Regions from separate parts of the Mus musculus genome. Here region 1 is linked to region 2. A link is a contact called in public Hi-C data. All regions are on one chromosome and are shown on one strand. The core of a region is the stretch at or near the end of the contact, and the rest is flanking DNA. Distances in the headings are between cores, read along the strand shown. Region 1 holds the start of Smug1 (single-strand selective monofunctional uracil DNA glycosylase). Region 2 holds the start of Gm28876 (a long non-coding RNA gene).

What was found. Hi-C and Micro-C count contacts between places; a contact is called where the count stands out from the background.
Region 1: a Hi-C map of stem cell-derived motor neurons shows a contact between it and region 2, with 6 times the contacts expected there. The contact joins the promoter of Smug1 here to the enhancer-like site in region 2. A contact is called at or near these places in 3 of 39 promoter capture datasets (cranial neural crest, embryonic stem cells and macrophages), 3 of 15 datasets of contacts at CTCF or cohesin (embryonic stem cells and stem cell-derived epiblast-like cells), 22 of 484 Hi-C or Micro-C datasets (B cells, the CH12 cell line, the HL-1 cell line and 11 more), 13 of 115 datasets of contacts at active chromatin or transcription factors (the SCID.adh cell line, differentiating embryonic stem cells, embryonic hindbrain and 5 more) and 4 of 9 other capture datasets (adipose tissue, embryonic stem cells, liver and 1 more).

What each region holds. Positions count from the first base shown.
Region 1 is chr15:103,157,555-103,164,982 of GRCm38.p6, reverse strand. It overlaps Smug1 (single-strand selective monofunctional uracil DNA glycosylase), which reads left to right and starts at 1,699. Exons shown (of 6, transcript NM_027885.3): 1 at 1,699-1,711; 2 at 3,009-3,180; 3 at 3,758-3,898; 4 at 6,756-6,826; 5 at 7,065-7,366. The coding sequence starts at 7,076.
Region 2 is chr15:103,101,485-103,108,473 of GRCm38.p6, reverse strand. It overlaps Gm28876 (a long non-coding RNA gene), which reads left to right and starts at 4,076. Exons shown (of 3, transcript XR_875698.3): 1 at 4,076-6,532. Within about 2 kb of position 1,458, at least 3 of the 459 cell types and tissues checked have an H3K27ac peak or open chromatin away from gene starts, as enhancers often do. A contact at or near this core is called in stem cell-derived motor neurons, where this site is marked.

The sequences.
Region 1 (7,428 bases), core at 450-2,949, 56 kb before region 2:
TCTCTTTTCCTTTTTTTAGACAAGATTTCACTTATCTCAGGCTGGCCTCGGATGTGATATGTAGCAGAGGAACTTCCTGAATTTCTGATACCCCTTCCTCCTCTCCCAGAGCTGTGGTGTTACATACAGCCCTCCTGTCTCAACAGGCTCTTAGGATTCTTAAATAACAAGACAACACTATGGTGAGGTTTTGTTTGTTTGGAGACAGGAAAATGTGCAGAAAACAGAGATAGAGAGTCCTGTTCACGAAGTTTACTTTTCTTCATTGCAGAGGAAGTAGAGATATTGAGGTGTGCCCAGGGGAAGATAGAGGCACCTAGAGACAGAAAGCAAGCCATGGAAGAGGTGAGCGACAAATCGTACAGAAAGAAAGTGGCAAGACCCAGAGGGACAAGGCTGCTGTGCACTACAGCTCAGCAAGTAAGGGGCAGCCTCGATGGAATACAGGTGAGTGATTCCTCACCTTGATGCTGGATGGTCACTACTCACAACAGCTGCACCCACTGCTTTTATCTGGATGCTAGAGCAGTCTTGGGAAAGGCATTGTGTTCTGGGTTCCCTGGTCTTCTTCCCTAGCACCCATTGGGGACTTTGCTTTGGTGATGAGAGCCCTGGCTTCCCCCGGCATGAGTATTGGGGAAGGCAAGGGACCCAGAAGATATCTACCCATGGAAGATTCCAGTTGAGTGAAAAGTCACAGTGAAATGTCCAGTTAGATAGGAACAAAGCAGGGTGTGAATGGCTTTGGAAGTCAGTGCTGAGGGGCTAGTTAGGTGCAATTAGGGATTAAAGTTTGTTGGAGAAGGCTTCCTGGGAAGACTATTGTAGGAGAGTCTGGAAAGATGGGATGTGTTATTTATATATGTCTACTTATGAGGGCCAGGAGACATAAGAGTTGGTAAATAAACAAAAATCTGAGTCAGGACGATCTTCCTTACTAACCTGGGTGGGCACCACCAACCTGTTCAGAGTCCAGTGCAACCAATGACTAAGGAAGGGCTCTTAACACAAAGGGCTTCCCTGGTTCTCCAGCTTACAGGCAGCAGGTCCCATAGGGCTGTGAGCGTATTTCCACAATACATCTCCTCACATTGATAAAAGGATGGTTTTGATTTTGCTTCTTGGAGAAACCCAATTCAGGATACAGGCTGGCAGATGTCAAGGCAAGAGAGAAACAGATTAAAATGGCGAGGCTGTGGATTTAGATGCTAATGCTAACAGGGATGTTCACTGTCAAAGAGGTAGGTGCTGAGAGAAATGCCTTCGTGGATATTTGTTTGGTTGTTTTGTTTTGTCGAGTCAGGGTTTCTGTGTAGCCCTGGCTGTCCTGGAACTCACTCTGTAGATCCGCCACAACCACACGGTTGCCTCTTTGGATGTTATGTAAACAGTTAATGGCCCTTGGAGGGCTGCAAAGATGATGCCTTATACCTCGGGGCAGCAAGAGGGAAAGGTCTCTGGTGGATGAGGTATTGGGGATGGCTGCAGAGTCCAGATGGTTGTGACGTCTTGATGTAAATCATATTATTAAACTACAATCCCCAGCGACCCGTGGAACTCTTTTAGCGAGTTTTCCGGGGATTTGGCATTTCCGGCGGAAGCAGACGTCGCTAGCCATTCTTCTTATTTAAATGCTGTCGACTACAACTCCCAGTGCCCTCCGCGCCAGGACGAAGAAAGGAAGCGGAAGCTGCATGGGGAGCTTGTGCAGGTGAGGGAGTAGGGGGCTGGATCTCTGGGAAGGGCGGTGGGGGCTCTCGGAGTTCCGGAGAGGTAGCCGCTCTGTGACTCCAAGGCCTACAAGGGGCCCCTGTGAGCCCTGCAGCGCTGTTTTGATTTAAATCCTGTGGATTTCTGTACCACCTACAAGGGACAGCGGCTAGCTAGTGGCTTGGATTCTTATTTTTGTTTTAGGTTTATTTATGTTATTTTTTATATATGGGTGTTTTGTCTGCACACCAGAAGAGGACATTGGATACTATAGGACTGCAGTTTGACTCTTGCAAGCCGCATTATGGGTGCTGGGAATTAAACTGAGAACCATTGAAAGAGCAGCCAGTACTTTTACTTAATGAGCCTCCATCGCACTGTGGCCTGGATGTATCTCAGGGTTGCCCTTTGTTTTTTAATGTAATTTGAAATGTGTGACATGTTTCTTAAGGCATTTTGCTTTTTGAGGGGAAAAAATGCACACACACACACACACACACACACAAAAGGCTCCTGATCTTCTCATCTTTCCGCCTCTACCTCCTGAGTGCTGAGCTGATAGATACGAGCTTCTATACCTGGTTTACAGTGCTGGGGATTGAACCCAAGGCTTCATTCATCTTTGGTATACACTCCACTGAGTTGCAGCATCAGGCATTGAGCTTATGGCTGTTGGTGACTTTAGGGAGGACTGTCAGACTTCCTGCTAGGAATTTTTTTTTTTTTTTTTTGATTTTTTGTCCAGGACAGCAAAGCTCAGATTATATCTGTCCTCTTAGCTCTTCATGGCTTATCCCAAACCTGTCTTATATCTTATTTTGGAGTTATCCCCCCAACATATGAGGGACTCAAATATTTAAGAAATAAACAATTGCTGGAGGTAGGTTGATGGTTCCTATAGAGAAGAGCCTTAAAGTGATTTGTGCAAGAGAACCTTCTTAGATGTCTTGGCTGGTAGGGCTCTTGCCACCAAACCTGATGACTTATATTCATTCCTCAGAGCCTTGACAGTAGAAGAGAACCAGCTCCCAAAAGTTATCTTTTGCCACATGAGTTGCTAAGGTGTGCTTGCTCTCCCTAGTAAATAAAAACAACTGTTAAGAGAAAGAACCGTTTAAGAGAGGAAACCAGGACTAGCATTCTAGTTAGCCTGTGACACTTGCTACCAGATGAACAGTGAAAATAAGCTCTCCTCACTTCTGTGCATGCCTATCCTTGCTGTCTTCAGCCCAGAGCAGACCCATCTTAGACCTGAGAGAGATCCCTGTGCTGTTTTTTCTAATATTGGTTCTACACAGGGACTTGCAAAGCAAAGGTCCCAGAAAACCCAGTTCGCCACACCGTCCTCAGCTTTCCAGAATGTTCTGGGAGCCTGTGTGGACAAACCAGATTTCTAGCCTGCTATGGTGACACATCCAGGTAATCCCAGCACTCGGGAGACTGAGGCAGGAAGAAGGCCACTGGTTGGAGGTTAGTAGGTCTACATCTTGAATTTTAGGACAGGCAAAGCCATGTAGTGAGACTTTGTCTCAAAACGCATAAGATAAAAATAAAGTCTAAAAGAAAGAAGGAGGAGGAGGGAGAGGAGGAAGCAGCAGAGGCAGTGGGAGCTAGTGATGTAGCTTAGTGATATACTATTATTACCATCATTCTCTCATACTGGGGTTATGGGTGGTAGAGAGGAATCCATCAGTAATGGTTCATTAAGGATCAGGGCAGCTCAGTAGTAAAGTCCTTGCCTGGCTCCAGGGTTCCACCCCTAGCACAGAGAAACAAAAATGTTTTGTTTAAAGGTAGCTCTAAACAAGACTGATAGATAGAGTGGAAATGGATAGAGCTGGGCAGGGGTTGGTGATAAGACCTAGGATGTTATAGATGTGGTGGGGATAGACTAGAACCTGGCTTCTAGTCTTCCTTACCCTGGTTGGGGAGGCAAAAGGGTGAAGTCATGAAGAAGCCACTAATTCTGGCAGTACCCAGTGGCTCTCAGCCTTCTCCTGCACATCTAAATCACTTTTTTTGAGATACATATGTCTTGGCTTCACAGCCAAAATGCCAGGCAGTTCATTGTTCTGAGAAAAACAGCATGAGAGAGGAAAGCTAGAACCTAGGTCACAGATTCAGGGGTTCCAGTCCCTGGCTGTTTGGCCTCGTGGCTTGTGCTGAGGCAGAACATCATGGTGGAAAGGTGGGTATAGGGCAAAGCTCCTCATATATTAGCCAGAAAGAAGGGGTGTAGCGGTGAAGGGATCAGGGCCAAGATACACCCTTCAAAGACACACCCCCAGGGACCTGCTTCCTCCAATGAGGCCTCACTTCTAGTAGCCTATGATGTTAGCATCCTCATTTATCCAGCCATCTCTGATAGCTGGAGATCAAGCCTTCAACGTTTTATAATCCTAGCTGTGGGGTGGGCTGGGGTCTGAGGAACGTTTCCGTATACTGAAGAGGCAAAGCTTACCAAGGAGGTGGTTTGAGCTGCATCTTGAAGGAGGAGTATGAACTAGATATGTTGGGTTATCCTCTTGGTTGGCTGCTGTTTGATGTCCTGGTTAATTCAAGGATCATATTTGGTTGGGTTTGTAGAAATGACCTGTGTAAAATTTTGGGAGTAGGGGTAGGAGAAGCATTTTGAAAGTGAGTGGAATGGCCAGGGACAAGCACTGGGTGTGCATAGGAGTGTGGGAAAGAACAGCTGTTGCCGTTCAGAAGGCATGCTGCCGGGCTTCTTCCCCCTCTCCCATGCATAGACAGCTTTATGAAGTGGGTATTATTATCCTTAGTATTCAGATGTGAAAACCTGAGGTTCTGGCCATGGTTGCGTAGCTTGTAAGAGTCTATTCAGAGTCTGTGTAATCATCTTACTTACCTCAGAGGATTCTCGAGTGTGGGAAAGAAGCTGGGCTGGGGTTAGGGGCTTGTAGAATTAGTAGGGTGGCTCATAAAACCATCTAAGGCAAGATGCTGTGGGTGGTTAAGAGCATAGCGTGAGTCAGATAGTGTGGGTTCAAATCCCAGCTTCATTACTTGCTAACTGCATGACCCTAGGCAAGTTGCTTGATCTTGTTAAGCCTCAGTCTCCTGGCTTGTAACATGGGAGCAATAATACCCACCTCATGGGGTTGTTATGAAGATCAATGAGGTGTACCTGGCGTAGAGCAATTGCTTGCCACCTGGAAGCTGCTGTAATTAGCCTTCCCAAGTCTCTGGGCTGTGGCTGTGCACCTGCATCTCATTTGTCAGCATAGTGTTTCCAGGACATGCTCATCCTGGCTGGACTGGTTTTATTAAGGATGACATTGGAGAGAGAGGATAGCAGTAGATGTGTTCTGACAGTGTAGCCTGGCCTGCTGCAGGCTGTAATCCCAGCTCTTTAGAAGCGGAGGCAGGAAGATCAGGAGTTCATGACCATCATCAGCTTCTTACCAAGCTTGAGACCTGTGGCTCTATCTCAATAAATACATAAGAGAAGGGGCTAGAGATATGATTTGCTGGTTAAGAATATGTACTGCTCTTGCAGAGAACCCGAGTTGAGTTCCCAGCACCCACTTAAGCTCAACAACATTCTACTTTCTGTAACTCCAGTTCCAGGGGCTTCCTTGATCACCACAGATGAGTGTATACACACACACACACACACACACACACTCACAAATACCTTTTTTGAGGGGGTTGTGTATTTTGAGACAGGTTCTCTCTCTGTAGCCCTGGCTATCCTATAGACCAGGCTGGCCTTGAAACTCAGAAATCCACTAGCCTCTGAAGTGCTGGGATTAAAGGCATTATCATGATGCCTGGCACTTTTTTTTTTTTAAAGAATTGTACCCTTCCCCCCCCCCCACACACACACACAAAAGAGAGAGGAAAGAAATTATATTAGTAGACATACCTGCTTATGTAGATTGTAATCTCATTTATTTCAGAGGCTGTGGCAACAGGATTACAAGATCAGGACCAGTCTAGGCTACAGAGTAAATTCAAGGTTGACCTGAGTATCTTATGAGACACCCCTCATGCACTCCACTCCCCACCCATCGAAACGTAAAAAGCATTAGGACTGTAGAGCACTTGCCTAGCATGGTTGAAAACTCAGGTTTAACTCTTAATACTGAAGGGGGAAAATGAAGAGAGGGCAGAGAAAACTAAGAAGATGTTCTCTGTGTTCAGCATGGACTAAGACCTGATGGTTCCAGCCTCACCTGATGGAAGGGTTGGGATGAGGGTACTGTTATGGTTAATATCTGTGCCAACTTGACAGATCTGGAATCATTTTGAAGATGAATCTCTGGGCATGGTCTGTGAAAGGGTTTCTAAATTAGGTTAATTGAGAAGAGAAAGCCTGAACTGTACGTGTGTGGTACCATCCATTGGCTGGGGTCCTGGATGTCTTAGGGTTTCTAGTGCTGGGATAAAACACCATGACCAAAAGCAACCAAGGGGTTTATTTTAGCTTGCCGTTCCATATCACAGTCCATTATCAAGGAAGTCAGGACAGGAGCTCAAAGCAGGAACCTAGAAGCAGGAGCTGAAGCAGAAGCCATGGAGAAGTGCTGTTCCCTGGCTAGCTCCCATGGCTTGCTCAGCTGCTCTTTAATAGCAACCAGGTTCATCAGCTCGGGGCTGGCACTGCCCACAGTGAGCTCTTCCATGTTATTCACCAGTCAGGGTAACTAACGCACCACAGGTGCTTGCCCACAGGCCAGACTGGGGGGGGGGGCATTTTCTCAATTGAGGATCCATCTTCCAACATGACTTTAGCTTGTTGACATAAAAAGTAGCCAGCACAGCATAAAAAGAAGAGCTCTAGCCAGGGGTGATAACATACACCCTTAATACCAGGTAGAGACATGAGGACCTCCATGAGTTCAAGGCTAGCCTGGTCAGCATTTCAAACTCCAAGCCATCCAAGGTTGCATAGTGAGAACCGGTCTCATAAAACCACGGGGAAGGTTGTTTAGGGAGAGAGATAGATATAGTTGAATATAGATAGGCATCTATTGCTTTCTGAGTTTTGACTACGGCTGCAATGTGTTTTTCTCCTGCAGCCACGACCCACCGTGATGAACTGTACTCTCTGAGAGATGAGATAAATCCTCCCTTCAATTTGCCTTTGCAGGTACTTTGTAGCAACAAGACCAGTAGCTAAGGTAGGATGCTTGATGTATCAGAAAGAGGGAGGGCTCCGGAGGTGAGGAGCAAAAAAAAAAAAAAATTCCTTCGTTACCAGGAAAGTGAGCTTGTAGTGACTGACAGGGTTTCTTCTGAGCCCAGGAAATGGCAGTAGGAGCTCCCAGCTAGTATAGATCCTAATGCTGGTTTGGGGTTGAAGGAAATGCTGTCCCCTTCTTTTCCAGGTGACAGCAGCATGGCTGCGTCCCAGACCTTCCCACTGGGGCCTACCCATGAGCCTGCAAGCGCCCTGATGGAGCCTCTGCCTTGTACACGAAGCTTGGCTGAGGGCTTCCTGGAGGAGGAGCTTCGGCTCAATGCCGAGCTGAGCCAGCTGCAGTTCCCGGAGCCCGTGGGTGTCATCTACAACCCGGTGGATTATGCTTGGGAGCCACACCGTAACTATGTGACTCGCTACTGCCAAGGCCCCAAGGAAGTGCTGTTCTTGGGCATGAACCCAGGACCTTTTGGCATGGCCCAAACAGGGGTAAAGGACTGGCTTCCTCTGTTGGGTGTTTCTGAGGTGGATGTTGATGTGTTTATAAAAAG
Region 2 (6,989 bases), core at 209-2,708:
CTGGACCTGCTTCTCTCTCTTCTGGTTCCAAGCCAGGGTTTTAGCCCCCACCAGCCTCCCTGAGCCCAGGGCTAAGGCTGACAGGACTGCAGCTTCTCTGGGCCCTGGGTAGATTTGAATAATTAAGTCATCTGGATTCTTATGATTTACCATTTTCAATGATAAATAGACAGCGCCCAAGCCAGCCAGTTGGCAAAACTCTGGCTGCTAGTTATAATCTGTCAAGCTGCCAGCAGATTCATGTTTTATGCTAATGGAGAGAGGCTCATTGACTAGGGGTGGCTGCGACCGGGTCAGCTCTTTCCTCAGGCACCCCAGAGGTCGAGAGGTCGGAGAAGAAGGGTTGAGGCTGATATGGATTTTCTGTAAGGGTCAGTGTAATTTTGTAATAATTCAGCAGTGCACACAAACTGGCACACAGAGGGTCACGTATGCAGAGATATGTTCAGGCCTCATACACCCACATCACCCTCCACGTACTGGCAGTTGGACCTGTACAGGCCTTTGGGCTTGGGGCGGGCACCTAAGATAGGACTGGGTCCACTTGTCCACCTCTGCAACCATCTTGAACACGCACACCCTGTGTTCACCTTCAGAGGTGCAATTATACCAAGATAAACTTATAGATATATTCGTCAGCCTGGAGAAACGGATGACATCACCCCCACACTCATGTGCCTGCACTGTGACGGAACAGTCTGCATTACAAAGCTGAGAGGTAACCAGGACCTCCATTCCTTTTCCACCCATTCCATACCCTTTACTTCAGGGCATGAAAGCGCCAAGTCCCGGAAAAAGCAGCGGGCTGTGTGTCACCCTGCCGACTAGGGTGGCAGGGACAGATCTGAGAAGACATGAGAGCCCGACACCTGACAAATGCAAAGACTGCCGTGAAAATCAGTTGACAGACACCAAATTTGTCTTTTTTTTCCCCATCTGTTTATTTGTGTATCTATCCACAACACACGGAGGTCTCAGGGTGGCAAAGATCTTCCTATCCTCGAGGCACTCCGAGGTAAAGGCGGTGCTTTGCCTGTGATGAATACTGAAGAAAATATTAACAGAGCAGACAGCTGCAGCTACTGGCCTGAAAAATGGGCCAAATTGCTCATTTTCCCTCCTAGGTCTCCACCTCAACAAATGTGGATATCATTGCTGGCTTGAGGGGTCTAAGAACAGGTCTAGGTCTGGGTGAAGACCTCCTGCTCCTGGATGTGGAAATCCTGGCCTTTGGTGTGATAGGATATGCTAATTCCAGACCAAATTAAAAGAGCCTGGCCTCTCTTCTGACCCCCAGGTGCCCTCGCGACAGATCAATGTGTGCAGGGAAAACGGAGAAGAAGGCAGCTGCCCTTCTGCTGAGAAGAGAATTTGAATTTTCATTGACTATGAGCAGGACTGGAAGCTGCAGGTCCTTCCTCCCGGCAGCTTTGAGGCTGACAGGAACAGGGCACAGGGAGAGATGAGCAGAGCGGGGTTAAACATTCATTTTCCAGGTCCGAGGAGGGGCGAGGACAAACCACACACAAAACAGAACTGCGAGGAGCTCAAAGGAGGTGGGAAGCCACTCAGCTTCGCTCCTCATGGCTGTTCAGCCTGCTGAGGTCCTGAGTCCTTCAAAGCAGATGAGGGATGAGGAAGTGAGTGTGGGCTCATCCTTTCCACAGTCACCTGGATTGAGCCTTTCTTGGGGGGTTGGTGTAGACAATGAGGGGAATCCACATTCTGATGTTCAGGGGTCAGAGTCTGCTAGGCTAGTGGGAAACACAACCTCCCAAACACACAAAGAATAGGGAAATGTGCTTTTCGTTTTTAGAAAGTTTAAGGTTTTAATTTGTGATACTGACCCTCATCCCCAGAGAGCAGTAACCTTGGGGACACCAGCACCTCTCTCCCAGAAACAGGGATGGAGTGGAAATGGAAAATGCAGAATTGTCTACAGTGAGTTAAGGCTATAAAGGTCAAAGTCACAACTGGTACCCTGCCCCTGGTTAGCAAATCCCCGGGCTTCTCACTTAGGGCCTCTTCTTTGAATCCCTGTATTTGCATCCTCATTATAAACTCCAGACAGAGGCAGAGTGTATGCCAGCCAGCCTCAGGGTCTCAGAGCAGGGCCTGCTGGGATACAAAAATCAAGAGTCCTGGCTCAGCATAGACAAAGGGGGAAAGAACACCAGGAAAAAAAAACAAAAAACAAAAACAAAGGCGGGGGGTGGGGGGGTGGGAGGAGAGGGAGGAGGAGGAGAGGAGAGGGAGGGGGAGGATTGGAGGAAAGAAGAGGGGCAACGTTATAGGAAGTGCTGGACAGAGGCCTCTTTGAAGAGGGTACTGTGAAGATTTTACTGAACCAGCTTACCTCTCTAGCTGTTGAGTTGGGGGATTTCTCAGCCAATGATCAAGGGTTACACTGCTCTTGGAAGACCTGACCCAATGACTTATCCCATCCCACTTTGGGGGAAACAAAGGAGATGTACTTTTATCTTATTTTTGTAGTGCTGAGGATTGAACCCCAGGACCTCACAAGTACTCTCACACACACAAATGTACAAATGAACCTGAATCATACACATAGACATATATTATATACACACAAAGAAACCTGAGTCACAACACGGAGAAGGGGATAGCTCAGTGGGACAGCACCTGCCTAGCATGCATGAGATATTGGGTTTGAGCCTCAACACCAAAACAAACAAAACAAACCTTGAATCTAATTGGGCAGTTTCCACAGGAGCACTGAGGACAAGGCATAGGTAATGTAGTACAGGCCCAACAGGCAACAAATACCAAGTTGATTCTTCTCCAAGCAGAGTCTAGAGTCATTTTGACAACTCATCCCTTGTATGGGTTCTGTAAATTACCCCATGCACCAGAGACTTGCTCGGCTCAGAGACTGGCCCTATGCCCTTTCTTACACAGAATTCATTCTTTAGTTCCTCCAGAGTTTATAAACTTCATACCAAACTCCTCTCAAATGAATCTCACCTATCCAAGCATGGGGAAACCCCTTAACCTTGTAGTCTTTTGGGGTAACTGATGGAAACGAGTGTAGTAAAGAATTTGCTAAGGATAGAAAAGTTTTCTTTAAGCAGTATATGGTGGTTTATGCCTGTAAATTTCAGCACTCAAAAGGGTAAAGCAGGTAAAGTAGTCTGCTATGAGTTCAAGGACATCATGAACTACATAGGAAGTGCCAGGCCAGCCTAGGCTTTAGAGTGAGACCTTGTCCCAGAAACAACAAAATCAAGGTTTTTCTTCTTATCAATGAAGAAAACAAAGATTCCCCTCTCCTACCTGGTGGAACAGGCCCCCTCCTCTTCCTTTTCCCATGTACCTATTAAGGAAGTCAAAACTGCTGAGCAACCTTGTAGTGCAAAAGGCATATTTGACAGGTGATCAAACCAAGAAGCAGGGTCACGGAGGTGAAGCACCCAGAGCCCAGAGCAGGGTGGCCCAGTGTGATGATTCCCTTTGGCATCAGGGTCAAGACAGAGCACTGTGGTCCTCAGGCTTTGGCCTACACTTGTTCAGCAACATCATCTTGGCTGGGTGATGGAGCACTGCAAGCCAGTGAGATGGGCTGGGAATGAATCTCTCTCTCTCTCTCTCTCTCTCTCTCTCTCTCTCTCTCTCTCTCTCTCTCTGTGTGTGTGTGTGTGTGTTTTATCCCTCATTTTAACACAAAACCAAACCAAACCCAAATGAGCCAGATTCTGCCTCTCCATTCTGCCCTCTGCCAATATTTCTTTTCTATATGCTTCCTTCCTTCCTGGTCTCTCAGAGTCTCTTCCTCTGGCTGGGCACTTGGGATTTTACAGGCATGCAGACACATTTTTTTCCTGCCCGCCCAGTCTCTTGTCTTTGTTGTTCTGCATTTTCCTGGCACATCTTGCTATCTTTCTTTGTTTCTAAGTCTATCCTACAGTGTACAGATGGCATCAACGGACCCTTCCCCAGAGGAAGGCCTGGTCAGCACCCACCTACCCACCCTTCACACTGTTCTTTCTCAATTCCCCTCAGATTGGGACCCTATTCCTGGGTGTCCCCTTACTTAACATGTCCCAGTGGGTGGGACTCACTATAGGCTTAGGAAAGCTGTTCTAAACTGTTTGTGGCTCCATCAATCCTAAGAGAAAAAAGAGCATGAGGGGAATGCAAAGAGAAAAGGAGAGACAGGCCCCACATTGGGGGTGAGTGGGGGTGTTGAGGAGACAGAAGCAAAGGGAGCAGATTAATTGAAGGGGGAGGGGGAAGCCAATGACCCTGTGCTTTTCTCTGAAAAGCTTTGGTTTTGGTTTTGGTTTTTCCCAGAGTGCTAGGATTGCAGGCATGAGCCATCACCAACCCTAACCCTAACCCTAACCCTAACCCTAACCCTAACCCTGATCACACTCCTATTTGAATGCCACTCCCTTGGTGCCTACCTCTTTAGGGTTCCTCTCAAAGTCCAGATTTAGCCAACCACGGCAAACTTATTCTAGGCAGTTACTCCACTCCCAACTCCAACCCCCTACCCCACATCCCGAAGCTGTTCTAACCTGGTCTGGGAGAACCCAGTTCCTGGACAAAGCATCCCCTCCCCCACAGATGCTCCAGTCTAAGTGGGGCCTAGTGGCCTGCAGGGCCAGAGACACCATTCGATCCAAGTAACCCACTGCCCTTCCCCCAAATTGCTCCAAATGCAATTTTTAGTTTTTGCATTTACATTTAGCCTGATTCATCCAGCCTCAGGTTCCCAGAGGACCCTGACCTAAAAACCTCAAGTGCAGGTACACCCCGGGTACCAGTTAGGTGACCATTCACACTGCACTTTCGATGGCCTGCCTGACCCACTACCCCTTAAACCACCTGCCGTCCTGCGCTCTAGTCCGGCTCCAACGTAGCTCTCTGAAGGACTTCTGATCTTAACTCCCTTTGAAAACCTTCTCATCTCTTCCTGTAGGGTATCTCTCCTTTCCCTAGTCTCCTTGGGGTACTGGAGACTGCAGGAAGGTTGTAGGTTATAGAGCCAGAAGGGGGAGGGAAAGTTGCATACACCCTAGAAAAATGGGTCTCTGAGTCAAACTAGATTAGAAACAATAGTAAAGGCACTGTGAGTGTTCCATCTTGCACCTCTCCTAAATTAAAATCAGTAGAGGGATCCCAGAAAAGGCTGGGCCTTATCCCACCTACATCCCAGCACTGCCAGAAACTCTCTGGGGGTCCTCTCCCTTTCTGTGGATCTGTTCCTGGGGAAGTCCAAGGGTCCCTAAGGCCTATTGGGACGAAAAGGTTTGGGATTATTAGGTTCTTTGGATGTACTTAGTCCAGACCCTGGAGCTAGCAATACCGCACCACCCCTTACCTAAAACCTCAAACCCCAACTCTGTTTTCCCTCCCCACCAAGCACTTGGGAAAAAAAAAAACTTTTTGAAGTTCCTTCAAGTTGCATTTGGGGAAAAGAATCCCCTGCAGACTCTAGGTCTCTTTGCCCCAATTTTCACTTTTCTTCCCTCGTCTCAGAAGCATCCCTACTCTTCCCACCCCTGCCAGCTGCCACCCTAGTGCCCAAACTCAAGAAGGAGAAGATGTCCTAAGCCCAAAACTTATGGCTGCCCACCCCCAGCCCAGATCCCTCGAAGGGCTGAAGACGCGCGGGTCAGAGTTCGCCTGCAAAGAAAGCAGGGTGGAGAAAGGGGAAGAGAGAGAGAACCAGAGCCGCAAATTTCCAGACTGAAGCTTCGCGCTCCAGGCCCCGCTCACCTGCTCTGGACAGGCTCCAATAGATTTTCGTCCACTCAAAAGTTTGTCCCCTTCGCAAAGGATTTCCAGGAGAGGCCCACATTTGACTCTGGGGGTGGGGGTGAGGAGCCGGGGAGGGCGCAGACGCCTGATCTAAAGCGACCGGGGGAAGCGGGACGCGTGTGACCGTCCCCAAAGTAAGGGCGAAGCGGCGATCCACAGAGCATCCGAGAGCCCCCTTGGTTGCTAGCCCCGGGACGTTCCCGGGAGGTCCCCAGACTACAGAGTGCTAACGCAGGGGTGGAGAACACCGGGCAGCTGAAAGGAAGGATAGAAAGGATTCTGTCGACGTCGGTGGTGTCCTCCAATTTCTGCCCCGGCGGGTGTGCCCCAGCCCACAACATTCTCTGGACCCCTTCTGGGCAGCGCTCAGGACCCCCACTTGTCGGAAAGGGAGGATGAGGGTCCCCTTAGCCCCACCTCCCGCGCTATTACACCCCCCCCCCCTCCGGAGCCGAGGGACAGACAGAGAATTGCAACTAGAAATTCGATCTATTGGTACGAGACACCACGTGCTCGCGGGCTGGCCAATGACCAGGCCGCCCCGGATGAGCTAATAATGGAAGCAATTTGTAACTTTCAGTAGCTCTCTAGGCCTAGGTACCGGTGGGAGGGAGGCTGGCGGAGGGGGAGACAGCACCCCCCAGTTTTTTTGCCCAGCCTGTTTGTCTAGGGAAACTCGGATCCCCGGGCCCTCCTTTTTCTTTACAGCAGTGTTCTTCGTTCCACTCCTGACCGACAGCACAGCCAGGTAAGCTGGTCCCTGCCCATCAACACCCACTTTTTCCAAGCACCTGCAGACTAGCCTCTCTTCTTGTTCCATCAGACAACTGAAATCCAATTTTGTTTTTCTCTTAGTTGAAAGAAGAATTCTCTTGTTTTCCTTAGCGTAATCCTATTTGGAGGGGAATTAGGCTCGTTGTACTTTCTGCGGGGGCGGGGGCGGGGGTAGGGGGAGGCAGAGGATTGGCGATGCTTTATTCTTTCAGAAGTCTTTCCTCCCTTCTCTTGGGAAACTCTACTCCGGGAGTGTTTACTGTCCCTGGGGATGAATTACATCTTTGTACACTAGTTCTTTAGCGATGTCAAGTTCACCTCGCTTCTCCACCCCCCTCTTCAGGTCAGCATTTACAAATAAACACTTTCCATATTTTAAATTTTCTCTTTCCCTACTAGTTTTTATGCGGTTTAGCATCTCCAGTTTTTTC